Linked DNA regions of Columba livia: region 2 is linked to region 1. Evidence: chromatin contacts called from public Hi-C data. All regions are on one chromosome and are shown on one strand. Each heading gives the region's core, a stretch centred on a gene start, on an enhancer-like site or on the middle of the called end of the contact. The rest is flanking DNA. Distances are from core to core; before and after follow the strand shown.

Evidence for each region. Hi-C and Micro-C count contacts between places; a contact is called where the count stands out from the background.
Region 2: a Hi-C map of liver shows a contact between it and region 1, with 2.0 times the contacts expected there. The contact joins the promoter of IRAG1 here to the promoter of AMPD3 in region 1. A contact is called at or near these places in 2 of 2 Hi-C or Micro-C datasets (crop and liver).

Annotation. Positions count from the first base shown.
Region 1 is chr5:57,978,933-57,982,254 of bColLiv1.pat.W.v2, reverse strand. AMPD3 (adenosine monophosphate deaminase 3) reads right to left here and starts at 1,622. Exons shown (of 15, transcript XM_065066192.1): 1 at 1,605-1,622.
Region 2 is chr5:58,154,998-58,158,380 of bColLiv1.pat.W.v2, reverse strand. IRAG1 (inositol 1,4,5-triphosphate receptor associated 1) reads left to right here and starts at 2,088. Exons shown (of 23, transcript XM_065066184.1): 1 at 2,088-2,295. CTR9 (CTR9 homolog, Paf1/RNA polymerase II complex component) reads right to left here and starts at 1,950. Exons shown (of 25, transcript XM_065066171.1): 1 at 1,767-1,950. The coding sequence starts at 1,811.

The DNA.
Region 1 (3,322 bases), core at 373-2,872:
CGCCCCGCTACCGCAGTGCCGCGCCGCCCCTTCCCCGGCCCTTTATGGCCGCAGCGGCCCCCGGGCGGAGAAGCCCGCTCGCCGCGCCCCCGGCCCCACCGGAGCGGCCAGCTGCCTCCTGGGCGGCAGCATCGCGGCCCGGGGCGGCTCCGCAGCAGGTGGAGCCGGGCACTGGCGGAAGGAGGGCGCGGGGGCGGCGGGCGCAGGCTCCTGCCGGGCGAGGCGCCAGCGGCGTCCGGCGGGTCGGAGGGGTTGCGCTGCCCCGCCCAGCCCTGGCGCGAGCGGCGCGGGGGCCGTTAACGGTCGCCCTGGCGGGGCGGGACGAGGAGGGGCGCGCACTCTGTCCGTACCTGTGTGAGGAGAGTCCCGCGCGGGGCGGCGGGGGCTGCTCGGCTCGGGAGGAGGCGGCCGCTCCGGGCACTGTCCGGCACCGCGCGAACCGCGGCTGCACCTGCGGCGACGGGAGTGGCGGGGGCAGGGGCGGCACCTCCCACGCGGGGCTGTGGCCTCAGTGGGAGCCGGAGGATCCGAGAGAAGCCTTCCTACCCCTCGCCGCGGCGGCCCTGTCCCTTACGGCGGCTCCGAGACAGAAGTCGCGCTGTCACATGTCTCCTCGCCGGCGCGGGAGGGAGGGAGCGCCCCGGGGCGTGCCGCCTCGGCCCGGCCCCGGCCCACCTCAGCCCGTCTGAGCTCGCCTCAGCCGCGGGGCGCCCCGTGAGTGCCGCCTTGGCAAGCGCCTGTTTCAAAACTCCTCCTCGGAAAGTGCTGTCACAGAGAAAACTTCGGTTCGACACCAGAGCGTCGTGAGGCTGGTGCGAAGATCACACCCTATAAGTAAGTTTGCTGTCGATGGATCCCTGTTGAAAGTTTTCAACAACGTCCGTCCTTCAGCGTAGCGACACGGTTCAGATACTCGTATATATATACAAACAATAAAGTAAACTTCTCGGGTAAAGAAACCAAGACAAATAAGTGAAGGTCAAACCGAGCATGACTCAGCAGGAATGAGGATCTTAATATGTAAAACTTCGAGAGATTCCAAGCCCTGAAGCTAAAAGGTTTAGGGGTGTTTATGGTAACTTCGGGTAACAATACTTGAAGTCTAATCTAAAGACATTTAAATAAAAAAGTACCTCTGCAGTGTAGCAAAGCACAGGGAATGTAGCAACTGAGGAACAAGTTCCTTTCTGTAAAAAGACAAACAAGGTAAAGGTGGATCTCCAGAAACACGCGAGGGATTGGGTAGTTCTGTGGCAAGTGTGCTGTCCCCACTATGTCCTCCCATCTTCGTAAATGAAGAAATGTGCCATCCGTGAACCTCAGGGGTTTTTAGCTTCAGAAATTACTTTACACAGTTGGTGAAGAAATTGAAGTGAAAAGAAAGTAGTTAACCATATAAAGTTTGAGTTGTAAAGAAGAGTTGCAAAAGCTTGCAGTGTCTGACTTTTACACTAGTATCAATGCAATCACCTTCATACGCTCATAAAAAAGCTAAGAATCTTGGCCACAGCTGTTTTATGACACATGTACCAATCCAAAGCATTTGAAAATGTCAGTCATTCAAAATCATTAAAAGGAAAAGAAAGGAAAAGAAAAAGACATACCAAACACACTAACAAAAGTAGTCATTGTTTCTTAGCTTGGCAAAAGGCTTATGCTGTATGTGCATCTTTCTTCCACAGTAACTCTGAATGTCTTCATCACCTGCTGCCAGGCTACACCCAGACAAGCCATCTGCCACCCAGGAAAACTGCACACTGTAAGTGTCTGTGAGTCTGACTCACAGCTGCCCTGCCCAAGTGATATATGAGTAAAGCACACACACCTGTTGCTGTGGCCATTCAGTACACCCGTTGATTGCTGATCTGTTAGTTGTGCTTCATTTCTCCTGTTTCCCATTCCTTCTCCCAACCACCTGCCTGAACTTGCCCAAACTTGTCTGCTTCCCATCATGAAGTTTTCCTGGCGGTTTGGGCTCCTTAGTGGCCCTCTAATCATAACTGTGCCCTGCGCTGCTGGACTCGGGTATCCTGTGGCTTCTTGGATTCCTTTTCTCAGCTAGGCAAATGAGTCTTGCCTCCACACTTGATTTAGACTATGGGATGCAAGAGCTTGGAAGAGAATTGATGCAAAAGGGAGACTTTAAAAATGCCTTAACAAGGAAAAAGCTTCTAGATGCTCTGATATACAAATCCGTAAGAACATAAGACACTTGTTCTAGCTGACCATGACTATTTAAATGAGCTTTCCTTTTGTAACAAGTTGGAAACCTTTAAAGGCAAACAGATCGTGACTTAGTAAATGTGTCTATAGTAATTGAAGCACTAGGGAAATACCATTGCAAGTTCTATGGCAATGTCAGGATGGATTGTAAGACTCAGTTAATGGTGATAAATTAACAAGAAAATACTCGGGAGTCCTTTCAAATTTTGCAGAAGCAATTACTATGATCATTTACTTTACGAACTGTGTTCAGAACCTGCATCTGACTAGTGGGTCCAGTTTTATATCCCATTTCTCTTCTTACAATGAACAATTCACATCTGTCTTTGGAAAATTGAAGTAACACTAAGCTGACAAAAATGAAATAGTGTATTTTGAACAGTATATGTTGTTGTATGCTTCCATTAGCACCTGCAAGACATAAAGCATTAAACTTTGCATCCAGACTTGGAACACCCCAGTGGTGTCAGTCAAGACCTGGTTAAACACTTGCCATCTGGCCCATGAAGGACTCTTTCTGCCAGTCCAGTTTGTGAGTCAGTTATACTATTATACACTGTATTGAAAGTAGTGCAAGTGTCTCCAAAGTTGTTTTAAATGTTCTTTAGACATTATTCTTTTGGTGACAGTAGTAAACTCATGATTATTGCAGTGTATATGGTATTTGGACTGCTCTTTCACAGTCAGTCTACTTTAACAAAGGGAAATACAATAAAAGTTTTAAAGATTTGCTTGCATGTCAACATCTATTGAGGAATGGAATAAAATAAAGAAAACCCTAAATACACATCTGCATTATTAATACTTATTTTTAGAAACAGAAGAATCTTGTCTGAGGCATTATTAAAGCTGGAATACAAAATAATCAAAATTAGGAAATGGTCTCTCATTCTCACTTGAAATTGTTTCAGTTGTTATAATGTACTGCTTTCATTTGAACAGCGCCTTAAAAGCTAATGCATTTTGATATCTTTCTAGTAGATTCATATTTCTGACTGTGATATTGATAACAAGAAAACAACTAATGGATCAAATGAAATATTTCTATCTATAATATACCCATTGGTGGCATCCAGGCAATATTAGACCTAGTATTCGC
Region 2 (3,383 bases), core at 839-3,338, 180 kb before region 1:
TCAACTTGACTGTAAACTGCTGAATTTCTAAAACTTTTCCTACAGTTAATACAAAGATCTAGGATATAGTCAAAATCCTCCAAGTAATCAGGTGTTAGAGAATCAATACCTCAGATGCATTTCGGAGCCCTGAAATTTTCTAATGTCATCTTTATGCCCAAAAGAATAAAGAAATTATTGAAGTGGCAAACACTATAAAGAATAGACTAAATTTCAGGATATTAACAACAGTCATAATGAGCAAATGACATCAACAACTTTTCACTATGCAAGCAGTGTTTGCCATGTTGATCTACTCTTCCAATACAAAAAATGCAGAAAAAGGAACAGATATTTCCATGATGGGATGTTTGGGAACACAGTTTAACTGCCTGTTAGTTCACTTGCTACTCAGTCATGCTGTCTTTAACATCAGTCATCTACGTTACAATTTAATTTTACAGCAAGGAAGAGCTGTAGTTGCACCCAGGCTTGTACCCCGACTATCAATGCAGGAACTCTTTCTCCAGAGACTGGATTAGAGCAATCCAGTTTATAAAGACTTACAGTTTTGGTTATGCAAAACTTAGGGGGGCATCAGCAGAAATATTTCTGCTACCACTGATGTTTTTAGTTCTGAGTTTGTCTTGCACAGTACCACCTGTTTGACAGACAATGATGTTTTAAAATTTGGGCAGCCCTCATCTACAAACTATAATAGTTGTTAATGACAAATATATATTAAACAGCAAATAAATATGAAAGTTAAAAAAGCCAGTGAAAGAAAATAATGTATTTGATAGCAATCCTTAGTGATTAATTCAGAACCTCAGGATTCAAGTAAGCCTAGCCATAACTTCAAAAGCAGAACCAGTATAGCTTGTGTCAATACTCATTTTTGTCACAAAGAAAAAAATCCTCCAACATGTAACCTACAGAGAGCAAAGTACCTTTGTGAAACTTAAAAACACAATGGCAGTTATATGGAAGTTTGCCAGAGTATGGACACATACACTCATGAAAAGCATTTTTAAAGCTATATGCAGTATGTTTCAATACCTTATTTAACTAAGATGTTAATTTAGTATCTGCTATGGTATGATTTGACTTCAAGCTTTATAATACCCTGTAGATTTTCAAATACTTCTCTTAAAACTTTTTAATCTTGGCCTGTCACAGTTTACGTCAAATAAAGTTAAATACATTTCTAAACCCACACTGAAATAATGTGCAGACTGGACCAAGTGACAGCCTGTCTGTGTCTCTATGCTGATACAGGAACGTTCATGCTTTTTACAAGTCAGTGTGGTCAGAAAAATCTGCATCTAACGAACTGAGGAGAGAATTTAGCTGGACAAGGCACAAACTAAAGATGAGATACTGTTCCCAAGGGGGTCTTCACTCATCAATCTTGCATTTGCCTGAAGCACACACAGTGGGCGAATAGCTGCCCCTTCTTCACAGCCGTGTGGAGCCGCAGGACACCGGCCCGGCTGTCCCCTCAAGACACTCGGCAAGGACAGGGAGGTTACAGCTACCAGAGAGCAGACGCCGTTCACCATGGGGCACCGGAGAACGCAGGTTTGGGTTTCTTTTCGCAAAGCGATACACCTGTAAGCCCAACAGCTCACTCCGCTCACGGAAGAGAGCGACACTCCCCCCCGAGCCCGGGACCAAACTGCGAGAGGAAGGGACAAACGTCGCCCCGTCGCGCATCATAAAGCGGACCCCTTCCTTCCCCCTCCCCGGGACCAGGCCGCGCCGCCCGCTCCCAGCCCCCGACTCGCCTCATCGGTGTCCCGGAGCGGGATCTCGATGGACCCCCGCGACATGATGGCGACACCGCTGTCCGCCGAGCCGCGAGCACGCAACGGCCGCCGCGCGCGCACTTCCCCTCACAAACACCGACTGACCCGGACGTGCTCGGGCAAAGGGAGGCGGGAGGTGGGGAGGCTCCGCCCCTCAGGCGCAACGAGCCAATCGCAGCGACGCACGAGCCTCGCGGGCCGCCTGGCGCCCGCGCGTGAGGGAGCGGGAGGGCTTCGAGGGCGGGCGCGCGGCGCTGTTGCTGAGGTAACGGCGGCCTCGCGGGCGCCCCTCAGCGAGAGGAGAGGGACCGGCGGGAGCCGCCGGCTCTGGCCCCGTCCCGGTCCCGGTCCCGGTCCCCGTCCCCGCCAGCCCTGTCCCCGCCCCGGGCTGGAGCACTACGTGTTGCGCTGTGTGGCCTCCCGTGCGGCTGCTCACAGCGGTCTTCCGTGAGGTGGCGCTTTAAAACGTGAGCAGTCTCTTGAGGACAGGGTGAGGGCTCACGGACAGGTATTAGTTCTGCTAATTTATACATGTATATCATATATATACCTATAGAAATATGTATATTTGTGATAGCAAGAGATGTTGCTGTGTATTTATACACGCACGCACTGACAAATTGAAAGGGTTTGCACTTAGTTGCTCTGTGGTCTTGAGATCATGACTCCCTCAGGCTATGCCTCTCCTCCTATTATTTCAAAATCACTGAAAACTTTCAACCAAATGCATCAAAATGCGTGAATTTTCCGTATTTTTGTGGAAAAACAGTGTGTAAATCCAAATACACATTATCTGACTAGCTTAGTGGTGTGATATTAATACATATGTAAAATTTTTTAGCCGCAGCTCGGCCAACTATTTTTCAATCCTGAAGCTAGGCCCTGATCCTGGAACTTGTTTTGCATGAGGTGTTCAGCCACTTGGAGGTGCATGAGTAAAAAATTACAAAGTTGGCTTCCTAAATTGTTCTTTCTAATTATGATGGCAGATGCACTGACATATTTGAACAAAACATAGCATGCATAGTAATGTATGATCAATCTTCCATATTTTTGCATTTGTACTAAGGGGGGAAAAAAGACTAAAAGATCCTCTGGCATATTTCTGCTAGGATTAAAAAAAAAAATAAAAAAACCTGTGACACATTACTTACAGAGCCTATTAAACCCTAAAGCAAACTTGATTTTGTCCTATAGCTAACTATCCACTGAACTGATAGTCACAACTATTAACACATTAAATTACTAAATTTTATTTTTAAAATGTATTGTGAGTTACTGTAATAGTACATATTATAGTAGTAACTACTAGTTTACTTGGAGTGTCACTTGTTCTCTGAAGCCAAAGCAAGTAGTATTTTTAATTACTTACCATTTTGAATCTCAGCTTCTGGTTTTTACTTACGCACTCATTATTCTGAACTGAGTTACCTGGTCCAATAAAGTATAACTAGCATTTCTCCTAGGTCTTTCAGGAGGTATGTGCCATAAATAACTTTTGTAGAGAAACTTTTGCATGTGACAGTGAAGCAGAGTAACATTGAAATTAATAGATGTGTGTGCTTTTTTCTTTAAAAACATGCCAAAGCCAACATT